Linked DNA regions of Sminthopsis crassicaudata: region 2 is linked to region 1. Evidence: chromatin contacts called from public Hi-C data. All regions are on one chromosome and are shown on one strand. Each heading gives the region's core, a stretch centred on a gene start, on an enhancer-like site or on the middle of the called end of the contact. The rest is flanking DNA. Distances are from core to core; before and after follow the strand shown. Region 1 holds the start of SKI (SKI proto-oncogene). Region 2 holds the start of FAAP20 (FA core complex associated protein 20).

Evidence for each region. Hi-C and Micro-C count contacts between places; a contact is called where the count stands out from the background.
Region 2: a contact with region 1 is called in a Hi-C map of fibroblasts, with 12 times the contacts expected there. The contact joins the promoter of FAAP20 here to the promoter of SKI in region 1. A contact is called at or near these places in 2 of 2 Hi-C or Micro-C datasets (fibroblasts and hippocampus).

What each region holds. Positions count from the first base shown.
Region 1 is chr3:633,349,059-633,356,147 of ASM4859323v1, forward strand. It overlaps SKI (SKI proto-oncogene), which reads right to left and starts at 5,680. Exons shown (of 1, transcript XM_074306509.1): 1 at 445-5,680. The coding sequence starts at 5,599. The coding sequence ends at 4,367.
Region 2 is chr3:633,486,943-633,493,161 of ASM4859323v1, forward strand. FAAP20 (FA core complex associated protein 20) reads left to right here and starts at 3,068. Exons shown (of 4, transcript XM_074306517.1): 1 at 3,068-3,211; 2 at 4,655-4,799. The coding sequence starts at 3,201.

The DNA.
Region 1 (7,089 bases), core at 4,430-6,929:
GAAGGAAGGAAGGAAGGAAGGAAGGAAGGAAGGAAGGAAGGAAGAAAGAAAGAAAGAAAGAAAGAAAGAAAGAAAGAAAGAAAGAAAGAAAGAAAGAAAGAAAGAAAGAAAGAAAGAAAGAAAGAAAGAAAGAAAGAAAAGAAAGAAAGAAAGGAAGGAAGGAAGGAAGGAAGAAAGAAGAAAAGGACAGGAAAGGAAAGAAAAAGGAAGGAAGGAGAAAGAAATAAAAAAGAAAGAAAGAGGAAAGAAAGAAGGAAGAAAAGAAAGAAAGGAGGGAGGGAGGAAAGAAAGGAAGGAAGGAGGGAGGGAGGAGGGAGAAAGGGAGGAAAGAAAGAAAGAAAGAAAGAAAGAAAGAAAGAAAGAAAGAAAGAAAGAAAGAAAGAAAGAAAGAAAGGAAGGAAGGAAGGAAGGAAGGAAGGAAGGAAGGAAGGAAGGAAGGAAGGAAGGAAGGAAGGAAGGAAGGAAGGAAGGAAGGAAGGAAGGAAGGAAGGAAGGAAGGAAGGAAGGAAGGAAGGAAGGAAGGAAGGAAGGAAAGAAGAAAGAAAGAAAGAAAGAAAGAAAGAAAGAAAGAAAGAAAGAAAGAAAGAAAGAAAGAAAGAAAGAAAAGAAAAGAAAAGAAAAGAAAAGAAAAGAAAAGAAAAGAAAAGAAACTGCTGATTTTTGCTTCTACTTCCTTTCAATATTTCCAAAGCATGGTTTTGGGGCTGTGAACTGTGGCACCAGCTGACAGAGGGGAGCTCCAGCTTCCCCCACTGGTTAAAAGGAGGGTCCCTGCCCCCTTTCTTTATCATTGCAGGACCTCACAGAGAAATGCCCCCACCTTCACAAGAGCTCCCCTGATGGGATTCAGCACTCACACCTGGCCCAAACAAAAGCTGCTTCTGCCCAGGCCCCGGCAGCCACACAATTTGGTCAGGGGGGCTGGGGTGGAAAAGATGGCAGCTTTCTACTGGGATGACCCCTAGGGGTGCTCCCAGGCCAATAAATAAATGTCTCGAATGCACTTTCGATTGACTCCTATTTCCAAGAAATGAGTAAACCTCGTAGGTGGTTAATAAATGTTTGTTGATCGTGAGGTCAATGATAAAAGTCACACTGAAAGTTCTCTAACAGGCTGATACATTTGCAACACATTGTTTCCTTTCTTTTCCTCTCAGTGATATAAAATCCTTTAAAAAATAAATATATAAAACAGTAAAGGGAGAAAAGGAAATAAAGACAGAGCAGTCGAATAAAATAAGCCAACAAAAGACAAGTGGGTCTGCTCAGAGCGACAGCTGCCAGAAAGGAGCCGGGGCTCTGGGTCACCCAGCACCCAGGGAGCTCGCCACGGGAGTCCAAGAGTTAGGGCTCCCTGGGGCTCAGCCGGAATCTGTCTCCCACCAAAATGGCTCTTGAGGCCTTGGAGGGGGAGGGGGGGCCAGGAGACTGAGCCAGAAGTAGTCCTGCTGGGTGGGACCCTGCTACTCCCAGGCTTCAAATTGTGGTGCCCAAACCCAGTGAGAGGAAAAGCTTGTGGTGGAGGAAGAGGAAAGGGGCGGGCAGAGAGAGAAACATCAATATTCAGAGGAAACCAGGGCAGGGCCGGGCAGGGCAGGGCCTGGGCCTACAAGAACAGAGGACACTGAGGAAAAACCAGGCAAAGCTGAAGAGAGGAGGCTGGGAAACTGAGAGGGAAAAGAATCAAAGCAGGCATTTATTTATACACGACTTTTTTTTTTTTTCATTTTTGGCTTTACCTATATAATCTCATTCACAAGAATCTTGTGAAGTTTAATACTAAAGGCATTAATTACCCCCCCCCCCCATTCTTCAGGGGAGGAAACTGAGGCTCCTCAGAGAGAGGAAGGCTCTGTAACAACCCAGGATCAGGACCCCCTCGTGTAAGAGTTTAACTTTAAAGCCGGCCCTGCCTTTCTACAAAACGTGGCCTCTCCCCACTATCCCGGGCTCTCCCTTCCCCCACCTTGCAAAGATTCCCAACTCAGGGGAAAAAAGCAAACTTATCTTGTGCAAGAGGAAGTTGGGGAAGAAGTGGAGAGCCAGGAGGGGAGAAATAAATCAGTGAGGAAAAGATCCTCCACTGGTTTCTGATGGAAGATCCCCTCGTGGGCCCACCCTGCTTCCGCTACCTCGCCTTGTAATGGAGACTCGACTTCCCCGTGTGGCCTTCAGAGGGGCTCTTATTCCGCCCTGAGGAGGCTGGAGGGCGTCTCCAGAGCAGGTAGGGGCATGTTGCTCGCTGGCTCACCAGAAACGGGCCCCAAACAGCCCGCAGCCCGCAGCCCGGGCTCCCTGGAGCCCAACCTCCAGAAATATGTGGCTTTTAGCAAGCCAGTCCTGCTTGGGACCCAAAGTCCCCACACCACAATCCGAGACCAAACCGACCCAAGTAAAAGAGAAACCCCACAAACATACAGACAAGCCCACACTCAGCCAAGTATGCAAAAATCTCACACACCCTCTTCTCACAAAAGAGCCTCCTTTCTAGCAGCCGTGGGCTCCATGACCTAAAAATTATTCCAGTGTTATTTGCCTCCGGCAGTATTCTAACAGCACGAGAGCCCATTTGAATAGATCCACAATTATCTGCAAACTGCCACAACACACAGCTCCGACTTATTGATCGCCCATGGGGAAAGGGAGCTTCAAAAGGGGGGCTGACTTGGAGGCCCCCCCCAACACCGGGGCAGGAAATGTTTACACGGAGCCATCTGAACGCCCAAGCCACTGCAGCCAAGTCCCTCTGGGAAAGTTAGCCCTCTTCACAAAGCAACAATCGAGCTGGAGTTTCAGCTACACAACTTCCCCCACAAACAGGTTTCCCACCGCAATCCCTCCACTCCCCCTCCCCGAGCTCCCGTTCGGCGTCCCACCTCCTCCCCAAATACAGGGCCACGTAGACACAGGTCAATCGAAACCTGCCACCGGAGTAAGTGCCTGATTAGCTAAGGATAGACAAACCATTAAAAACACATCCACCTCCAACTAGAAGAGATAATTTGCCTCATTACAGCAGCCCTCCTACAATGGTTCTGACACTCAAACTGGAGGAACTCCCAGGGAAACTGGGGTGGAGAATCTATTCACAGATTTAGAAGAAGAAGAAAAAAAAAAAAAAGTTTGATGCAATAGCTGAATTAATTAGGCCTCCCAAGAATAGCTGAGCGCAAATGCAGCATTTTCTATGTGCAATTTAATAAGCCTGGATCCTTAAAAGAAAAGTTACAAATACTTGAGGGGTGGGGAGGGAGTGTGAAGGGTGCATTGAAAAGTTAATGAGAATCTCAGTGAATAGTCTAAGTGTCTAATGGGTCTCCAGATCTGCCACAATCCAAGACTCCTGCAGGATCACACAAATACTCCAACCCTCGGCAAACAACAGAGCTGTATTGTCCAGAGGGCTTTCAGTATCACTCTTTTCTCTAGTGCAGAGAGAAAGGGAGGGAGGGAATGAAATACTTGGAGTTCAAAACAAATGGCAGGCCCGTCGGTTATTCAGACATTCTGATGGGGCTCGGGAGCTCCTGGAGCCGATGGCTTGGGTGCCCACTGATTAGGCCCGCTGCCAGGTGCCAAACAGATCTCTCTCCCCACACAGGGAGGGAATGCTGGGATCCACACACTGGCAGACAGGCCCGGCAGACTCTCAGGCCAGGACTGGAGTCAGGAGTCTGGAAGTCTGGCTTTGCCTCCGACTCCTGGGCAACCCTGGACACAACACCTGCCTTACTTGCACTTTCTCTGTCTTTGAAAAGGAAGGATTAGAGAGTGAGCCTGGGGAAAGAAGCCCCCGGATTCCCGGGGCCTCAGCCATCTGGAGACAGAGGATAACTAACTGCTCTTCCCCTCAGCCCCATCCCACCTTCGCTTATTTACCTCAAATCTAATATGGCAAAAAAGCCCCCGGCTAAAAGTCAATCACTGGGGGGGAGGGGGCGCTAAGAATATACAGTTTCTTCCACCTTCCCTACCTCCCGATTTAACAACTGCCGACTGATGTTAATTTTGCACTGTTTGTGATCAGATGTGTGTGTTTTAAATTTATAAGTCTACGGAGAGGTCCTCTTGCCCACCACTGTTTATCTGTGCAATTGCTAAGTAACCTGGGAAAGCATTTACATTGAATGCATTTTGCATTTTATCCACACAAGGCTACAGAATTTTAATAAACTGACCACCAAGTGGGGGGGGGGGGGGAGTAGCGGGAAGAAGATCCCGGGAGTAGCTAATGTGGCTTAAGAATCGAGTTTCCCACCCAAGGCTGAGGATTTAATACTTAACAATCCACATCCTTCCTAGATCCCTATGGGTTCTAACATGGGAGGGGGGGGGCGGTCTTAAAAGTGATCCGAAATCCAGCCCCTCAAATTGAGGGGCCGGGAGGCTCCACACAATGAGGATGAAGCCGGGGGATTCTGGGTGGGACTTTACCCGGCGGCTCGTGCGAGAGCATCCCCGTGGGGGCCCCGGTCCCGCTCGGACTCGACTCCGCTCCGCACTGAGGAGCGCTCCCCGGCAGGTGGGGGGGGGGGGTGACCGCGGGACGGAGGGGGAGGGGCAGGGGACGACAATCGGACACACTAACCCTGGGCGCTTTCCTCTTGTATTTGTTGCCATAGTCGAACTTCTCCTTCACGTCGTCCAAGCACTGGCCCAGCCTGGCTTTCTCCTCTTTGCCAGTGTAGTCCTGGCTCAGGAGGATATAGGCCCTCCAGTTGGCCGAGTCGAAGCCCCAGTGGCACGTCCTGTTCTCCAGGGCCTTGTGCGAGTGCACCACGAACTTGTGCGGGGGGTACATGAGGCGGCAGTCCAGGCACTGGATGCAGGCGGCGCTGGGGTTCACGTAGAGCTCGGGCACGAGCAGCCCCTTGCACTTGCCGAAGCACTCGTGGTACACCCTGAAGCTCTTCTCGGTGAGCTCGAGCTCCAGGGCGCTGGCGAACTCCTTCTTGCAGTGCGGCGGGTAGGCGCCGCCGTAGAGCAGGGCGTTGCAGAGGCGCTCGGCGTCCGTCTTGGTGATGAGCCCGCACGAGGGCGCCGAGAAGGGCAGGATGCCCATGACTTTGAGGATCTCCAGCTGGTCGGCGGTGCAGCGCGAGCAGTAGATGTGCAGCTCGTCGCACACCGAGTTGATCTGCTGCAGCGTGAAGTCCCGCAGCACCGAGTTGAGGATCTGCGGCAGGCACAGGCGCTTCTCGCCGCCCACCACGAAGCACGAGATGGTCTCGCCCTCCAGGATGGTCTCGCAGCGCTCGGTGGAGCGGTCCGAGGGCATGAAGAAGGGGCCCGGCATGACGGGCGGCGGCGGCTGGATGGGGGGCAGGTGCAGCACGGGGGGCGGCGGCGGGGGCTGCTGCTGCTGCGGCTGCAGCGGCTGCGGGGGCTGCGGCGGCTGCGGGGGCTGCTGCTCCGAGCCCGGGGCCGCGCCGCCGGGCTCCTTGGCGCTCTCCTTCTTGTACATCTCCTGCGCCCAGCGCGCCGAGAAGGCGGCCGGGCCGCCCAGGGAGCTCATGGAGCTCAGGTGGAACTGCTCCAGGGTCTTTTGCAGCCCCGGGTGCGGCTGGAAGCTGCTGCGGCCGGGCCCCACCGTCTCCATGGTGCGCTCCGGAGGCTCGGGGGCTCGCGCCCGCTCCCGCTCCCGGCCCAAGCCGCGGCCGCCCCCGCCGCCGGCCCGAGCCCCCCGGCGGCGCCCGCGGCCCCGGCCCCGGCCCACCCCGGCTCCGGGGTCCCGGGGAACGAGCCCCGGCGGCTGCTGGCAAATCACGGCCCCGGCGGCTTCGCCCTCGCCCCCTCCCGGGCGGTAGGGGTAGGCTGCCGCGGGGAGGGGGTAAGGGTCCCGCCGCTGGTGCGCGCCCGGGGCCGGCGCCACCTCCACATCCACGCGCCCCGCGCCCCGCCCGCCGCCGCCGCCGCCGCCGGGGCCCCCCGCGCGCCCCCCGCGCGCCCCCCGGGCTCTAGGCGCGGGGCATGCCCCGGCGCGCGCCGCCAACGCCAACGCCAAGGCTCGCGGGGCCGGGGCTCGCGGAGGGGGGCGCGCGGGCAGGGGCCGGGGCCGCCGGGGCCGCCGCGGCGGGGGCCCGGGCCGGGGCCGGGGCCGGGGCCGGGGCCGCGAGGCGCGAATCTCCGGCGCGGGCGCGGGCGCGGGGCCCGCCGGCCTGGCCGCCTCCGCCGGCGGCTCGCAGCTGCGCCCGGAGCGCTCCTCGGGCTCGCGGGCCCCGGCCCCGCCGCTCGCGGGCCGCCTCAGCGCCGCCCGGGCCTCCTCGCGGCCGCCGCCCGCTGCTCCGGCTCCGGGCTGGCTGCGCCGCCGGCTGGCTGGCTGGCGGGCGGCCGGGCGGGCTCAGTGCGCCGCGCTGGCGCGGGGCTGGCGGGGGCTGGGGCTGCTGCGGCGGCGGCGGCTGGGGCTGGGGCTGCTGGCGGGGCTGCTGGCGGCGAAGGAGGACGAGCGGGAGGCGGCGGCGGCGGCGGCGGCGCGGAGCTGCGGGCACTGAGCACACATCCTCTCGCCTCGGCGCTCCGGCTCGGACTGAGAGAGCGCCTCGCGCTGAGCTCATGCCGCCGCCGCCGCCGCCGCCGCCGCCGCCGCGCGCCGCTCGCCCCGCCCCCTGCTCCCCCGCCCGCGCGCTGTTTGTTGGTGTCTGCCTCAGTCATTGAATCGGGGCCAAGAATGTGACCAACTCCCCAGGCTGGGCTCTTCCAGGAACAGCCGCCCCCCCCTCCCCGTCTCCCCGCCCGCCCGGCCGGGCCCGGCTCGAGCTCCCCCCCCTCCTCCCCCTCCCTCCTCGCCCAGCCCCGGGTGCTGCTGCTAGGCTGCTGCTGCTGCTCCTGCTGCTGCTGCTGCCTGCGGGCGGAGCCGGGGAAAGCGCAGCCGGCCCCGGGCCTCCGACCTGCCTGCCTACCTGCCTGCCCACCTGCGGGGGCGTGGGTGTGTGCGGGTGTAAGGGTGCGCGTGCCCGCGCGCGTGGCCGGGGCTGGGCGCTATACACACACAACCGGGGCAAAAACTCACACACAACCGCGTGCAACACAAAGAGGCGACGCCACACAACCACACAACCGCGTGCCACACAAAGCGAGGACACACAACCA
Region 2 (6,219 bases), core at 1,818-4,317, 140 kb after region 1:
CCTCCATGTTTTTGCCGTGTTCCCTGAGCCTTGAATGCAATCCCTTTTCACCTTTTAGAATCTCTGGTCCCCTTCATGATTCGTCTGAAACATAACCTTTATCTAGAACCTCTTCCTGAATCCCCTATTTGTGTTTTCCCCCCAAATTGTTTCATATAAAAGGCAAAATAGCTTCTGGAGTCACTAGAGAGGAATTCTGTCCTGAAATTCTGTCCCCCTCTGGGGATCTAATCTGTGTGCATGAGGGCTGGGAAAATAGCTTTAGAGCCTTTCTGCACTTGCAGTATTTTTTAAAAGAGGAGATTTTTTTTCCCCCATCATGCAAAAAAACCAAAACAAAACTAAAATGTTTTTCATAAGCTCTAGGCCCAGTAATTGATATGATAGACACCTCAGTCTCTTCATCTGCAAAATTAGGAAGTGGGACTAGCTGACCTCAAAAACCCCTTCCAGCTCCAAATCTGTGGCCCTATTAACTTCAAATTAGTTAATTGCTCATTTTATATTTTGAGCTTCTGTGATTTCTGGAAATGTAGCCCAGATTCCGTGGAGCTTTAAAAATCACCTGACCAAAACGGACACTCAGAGCTTTATGGATGCTTTACGACCATATTGAGAATGTGGATGGGTTTACCTGGACTACAAGAACCGGGTTTCAGGAATTTATGTATTTCTTTAGTGCCAACTATGGATTCAGCCCCACGCCAAACACTGTAGGGAACCCAGGAGAAACAGGATCCATGAATCCTGCTCCTTAGACATTTGCCCTCCTAAAACACCAGAAACAAGGGTAAACGATGCAGGGCAGAATATAGGCAAATTGTGTGCTATAGATTTATTAATGTCATAAAAGCTAATGAGGGCTGGAGTGATCAGGAAAGACTCATTTCGGCTAGATGGCAAGGAAAATCTTCCTAAGGAGTCACGTTAGGTGGAAGTAGAATGATCTGTTTGGGAAGATAGTGAGCTTCCCATCACTGGAGTGAAACTCCTCTTCACTCAAATGGAAACTGGATGGCTACTAATTGGAGATTATGAAGTAGGAATTGTCCTAGTGCTCAAGACTGGACTAGGTGACTTTCTAAATTCATAAGTTCTGTGATTCTGAGTCTCAGGTTAATGAGTCTAGGCTAGGAAGATCATGAGATTTATATATATATGTAATAGTTTTTATTTACCAGATGTCTGCATGGGTAATTTTACAGCATTGACAATTGCCAAACCTTTTGTTCTAATTTTTCCTCTCCCCCCCCCACCCATGGCAGGTTGACCAATACATGTTCAATATGTTAAAGTATAAATTAAATACAATACATGTATACATGTCCATACAGTTGTTTTGCTGCACAAAAAGAATCAGACTTTGAAACAGTGTACAATTAACCTGTGAAGGAAATAAAAACTGCAGGTGGACAAAGGTAGAGGGATGGGGAATTCTATGTAGTGGTTCATACTCGACCCGAAGAGTTCTTTCATTGGGTGTAGCTGATTCAGTTCATTACGGCTCTGTTGGAGCTGGTTTGGATCCTCTCGTTGTTGGAGAGGCCTCGTCCATCAGAATTGGTCATAAGTATTGTTGTTGGAGTGTACAACGAAGATCTGAGATTTTAATCACAGACCTGGAAGGGATCTTGGGAATCACACTACATTTTTTCTTACAGGAGAGAGATCTGAGCTCAGAGAAGGGATGGATTTGTCCCGGGTCACAGAGGCAGTAGGTTTGCCTGGATCGGGTCTCTCGCTCTCTGATCCAAAACCCGGAACTTTCCCTTTCACATCAAGCTGTAGGAGCTCCTGCTGCTGCAGGGGAAGGCGCACTGCTGTTTCAGAAGAAACAGCGGGCAAGTCCTTGCCATGCTTGGGCTTCGTGTTGGAGTCCAGCCTGGCGTCAGCTCCATTGTTGAAATGGGGGATTTCTTGGGGAAACAAGGTCCGAGGCCATCCAGAACAGAGGCTCTCGGGCTCATGAATGAGGAAGGGCAGCCGGCGGGTGTGGGGTACCAAGGCCCTTCAGACTCACCTTTGCCCTAAGCTCTCTTTTGACTCCCTCCATCCACGGGAGACGTTCAGAAGCCGCGGAGGAGGGCAGGAAAAAATGTCCAGACGCCACATCCCTCCTTGTCCGGCTTTGCCACTGCGGCTGAGGACCCAGTGAGCCGGGGGCGCCTGGCCCGGCTCACCAAAGGCTGAGATGCCCCTTTCGCACCTCCCTGGCATCCTCTTCCAGATTACTGCTTGGTAGACATGTTTAAAAAACCCCAAAGGCCAGAGAAAAAGAAAACGTACAGGGAGCAGAAAGCATAAACGGATGCTTGCCCTCTTCCCCGACTGATGGGAGACCCGAATGGATCCGGCTTGGAAGGGCCGTGGAGGGCACTGCCAGGCTGGCTGGCATCTCCCAGCCCAGGGCTGGAGGAGACTGGGGGAGGTGATGAGTGCCCCGAGTGAGCGGGGGAGGGGCGAAGGGACCTGAGAAATACCAGCTGTAAGTGAGGGGGAAGGAAGGGAAGAAGGGAAGGACCAAGTGAATGTGTGGGGGGAACAACAGCTGTAGAGGTGAAAGATAACAACTCCAGGGAAGAGGGAGGGGGATCACCTCTCCAGGTGTAAGAGGAGACAAGAAGTAACCTGCCCAAGAGGGGCTGGAGCAAACTAGAGTTCCAATTAGGGGGAGGGGGAGGAGTAATAGCTGTGGGGGAGGGGCGCTAAGTAACAGGTGAGGGGAGAGAAAATCTGGGTGATGCAGGAAGTGTGTGTGTGTGATTGTGTGTGTGTGTGATCATGTGTGTCTGTGTGTGTGATTGTGTGTGTGTGTGTGATCATGTGTGTGTGTGTCTGTGTGTGTGATTGTGTGTCTGTGTGTGTGATTGTGTGTTTTATGTGTGTGCAAAGATAAAGGGTCTAGGTGAGGAAAGGCAATAATAGTTCCAGGTAAGACAGAGGTGTGTGTGTGTGGGGGGAGGAGTAATAACTTCTCCAGGTGAGGAAGATAATAAAAGCTCCAGGTGGGGGGAGGGAGCGGGGGGGAGGGGAGATAACTCCAGGTGAGCGGGGGCGTGGGGGGGAGGGGACAGAAGGCGAGTAATAATGTGTCCAGTTGAGGGGGCGATATCAGCTTCAGATGAGGGGCAGGGGTGACAGCTTTTACGACAGTAACAGCTCCCATGGAGAAGAAGGCCTGGAAATGACAGTTCTAGGTCATGAGGGGCAGGTAACAGCTTCAGGTGAAGGAACAGAGAAAGATGGATGAAAGCTCCAGGGGATGGTGGACCGTAAGGGCGGGGCATCACATTTTCCTAGGCCGCGCCTCCCGGGCTTGTTCATCCCAGCGTACACGCACGCACGCACGCCTCAGGGAACGTACGTACGCACGCACTCGCTGGCGCGTCCCCCCGCCCATCCTCCTCCAGGCGCATGCGTGTGCGTGCGTGTGCGTATGTATGCGCAAGCGCAGTCCTCGGAGACGCTGTCAGGCGGGAAGCTCAGTGTCTCGGGCGGCCAATGGCTCTATCGGGAGCGGCGGCCGCTCGCGGGCCTAGGTTGAGGCTGACGCGGAAAAAGCCCCCCGCGCCTCCTTCCTCCTCTTGCTCCGGGCCTGGCGGCGGGGGGCAGGAGGGCAGGTGAGGCCCCGCCCAAGACGAGGCCCCCGTTTTACGGGCCTTCGTCTCCTCCCTCCGTCCTCCTGGTTCCCCCTAAGTAGGCCCCGCCCCCGCCCCCCGCTGAGCTGGGCGTTGTCACTTCCACTCCCCTCCTCCCTGGCGTTTTTGTCTCAGCCGGACCTCCAGTAGCCCCCAGTGACCACTCTTTTAGCCCTCACTGAATATCCCCCAATGACCAACCCTTCTGTAGCCCCCACTGAATAGCCCTCCAGTACCCCCTAGTGACGAGGCCCTCCGGTAGTCCCAGCGACCAGGCTTTCTCCAGACGCCCCCCAGCCTCTGCACCTCCTGACCAGCCGTAATTACTGGGCGCTTAATGGGGGCCTTACCCGTTACCTCCTGTGGCTTCTCATGACCCTAGAGTTGAAAGGTTATGGGGGTCATTGTCTAAGGCCCCCTAAGTTTTACAGAGATGGAACATGTTGCCAGGGCCTTTCCCCCTTCCCCCCTCCCCTCTGTGGGTCCAAGCTGGATCCCTGAGGTGGAACCGTACTGGGCCAGACTCCCCAGGGGTCACGTGGGCGTGGCTCCTGTGTGGGCCGGCCCCTGGTGGGGGTGCACAGCTCTGACTTTGTAGCGGGGGAGGTGATGTGCGCCCACCTGCCTTCCCTGCGGGATTCGGCCAGGGGAGAGGGGGGAAGAGGGAATGAGCATTTATGGAGCACCTGCTGTGTGCACAGGTCTCATTGGAGGGCCTTGTTATCCCTCGTTTTATGTTTGAGGAAATGGAGGCCGACGGGCCAAGCAAGGCCCAGAGCCGCGGTTCTGGTTGGAGGCTGGTTTGGGCCTCTCCCGGGCCTCAGTGGGGCAGCCGTGCCGGGGCGCTCCCAGAAAGAGGGAGGTCCGAGGAGAGGCCTCCGGGTGTGCAGGGATCCAGGCGGCTCGGACCCGGGGCGCCCCGTGGAACACTCCCGCCCCTTCCTCAGACTGGCGGAGCGCCCCCGCGGGCGGGACTGGTCCTAATGGCGAGTCTCCCCCTCATTTTGTGTTCACAGAACGACGGGCCCGCGCTCTTGGCTGGAGCAGGAGGGGCTAAGTGAGCCTGAGGAGCTGTGGAGGCTGCTGGTGTCGGGGAGCGCCGGGCCCGCTCAGTGCCCGGCCCGCCCGGAGATGCTGGACTTCCCCGCCTTCTCCCACCAGGTACCCGGGGTATCAACGTCAGGGCACGCAGGGTTACGGCGGGGCCTGTTCAAAATTAGTTTTTTTTAATAGGGAAGCCCGACCTTTAAAAAGTGTTGCTAAACTCCTCACTGCGCTTCACTGTGCTGCCGGGGCCTCTGGGCAGGAGGGGCGAGCCCGTCCCGACCCTCAGAAAGGCCCCACCCTCGGCAGCGGTTCGGCCATGGTGGGTGAACCCCCCCTCCGCCTGCCCAAGCCCCCGCTGGGGGAGAGGGAGCGGGCGTTTTTCTGACTTCGGACTTCATTGTTGGAAAGAACCAGACCGGGCCGCACCAGCGCCGATTGTCTGCTCCATGTGGATAGTGGGGCGAGGCTCTGGTGTTCGGTGGCCGCCCCGGTGGCGGAAGGCTCCCAGGCCTCTGAGACGCGCTTCCCCGGGGTCACCCAGCGGCGGCCCCTGAGTCCGGCCCAGCAGGGGGCGTGAATCCTGGCCCTTTCCCTACAAGAAGGGGGATGGGGCCCCGGCTCTCAGGGCCCCACCAGGAGCTCTCCGGAGAGCAGTCCCTGACCCCCTCCACCAGGGGGAGCCCTGCTTCTCCAGGCAGCCTCCTCTTGGGCACGGGGTAATTTTCCCAGCTTCCAGTCTCTCTTTGCAGCTTCTTCCCCTTCCTTCCTCCTTGTGGCCCGGGGGCCAGGCGGAGCCGGCCGTCCCTCTCCCATGGGGAGCCTGACCCACACTGCGGGCACTGCCCGCTCTCCTGTGCCCTCCCAGGAAGCTTCCTCGGTGATGACGCCCCCTCGCTGGTCCCGATGCTCGGGTTGTGGGGGGCGGGGCAGAGAACAGACCTTGGCCGCTTGGGAAGAGGGAGACCCTCCGGGAGTCCGGAGGCCAGAGTTCTTCAAGGACTTGACCTCAGTGGGTGCCAGAAGTCAGCCTCCTCCGGCCAGTGCACTGAGGCTTCGGGGCAGTTATCAGGGGCCAAAGTCCTCTCGGAGGCACAGGACACAGGGCAGGTTTTCTGGGAGCCCTGGAGCTGGCACGGCACCCAGACCAGGCACGCCCCGCCCCCGGCAGTGCAGAGCCACGCTGCAGAGCGTGAGCGTGGTAGTGTGGGAAAGAGGCCGGAGACCTGAATCCTGCCGCTGACCAGTGTTTGTGCCGGGGGAGCTGCCGCTTCTCCGTGAGCCTCGGTTTCCCGTCTGCTTGCTGAGGAGGCTGGACTAGGGCACCCCTGACTTGCTCCTGCTCTGCCCATGATGCTTGTTGGGAAAAAAAGCTTAGCTGTCTAGTGGGATCTGGGACGGGGAAGAGCGCCGAGTGCTAGCGTGAGGTCCGGTCCGAGCCTTCCGCCGCTGTGGGACCCCGGCATGAACCCCCAGCTCTCCGGCCCTATCTGCAGGCGGGAGGTGGGGATCCTCCGTAGTTCCACAGCTGTGTTGA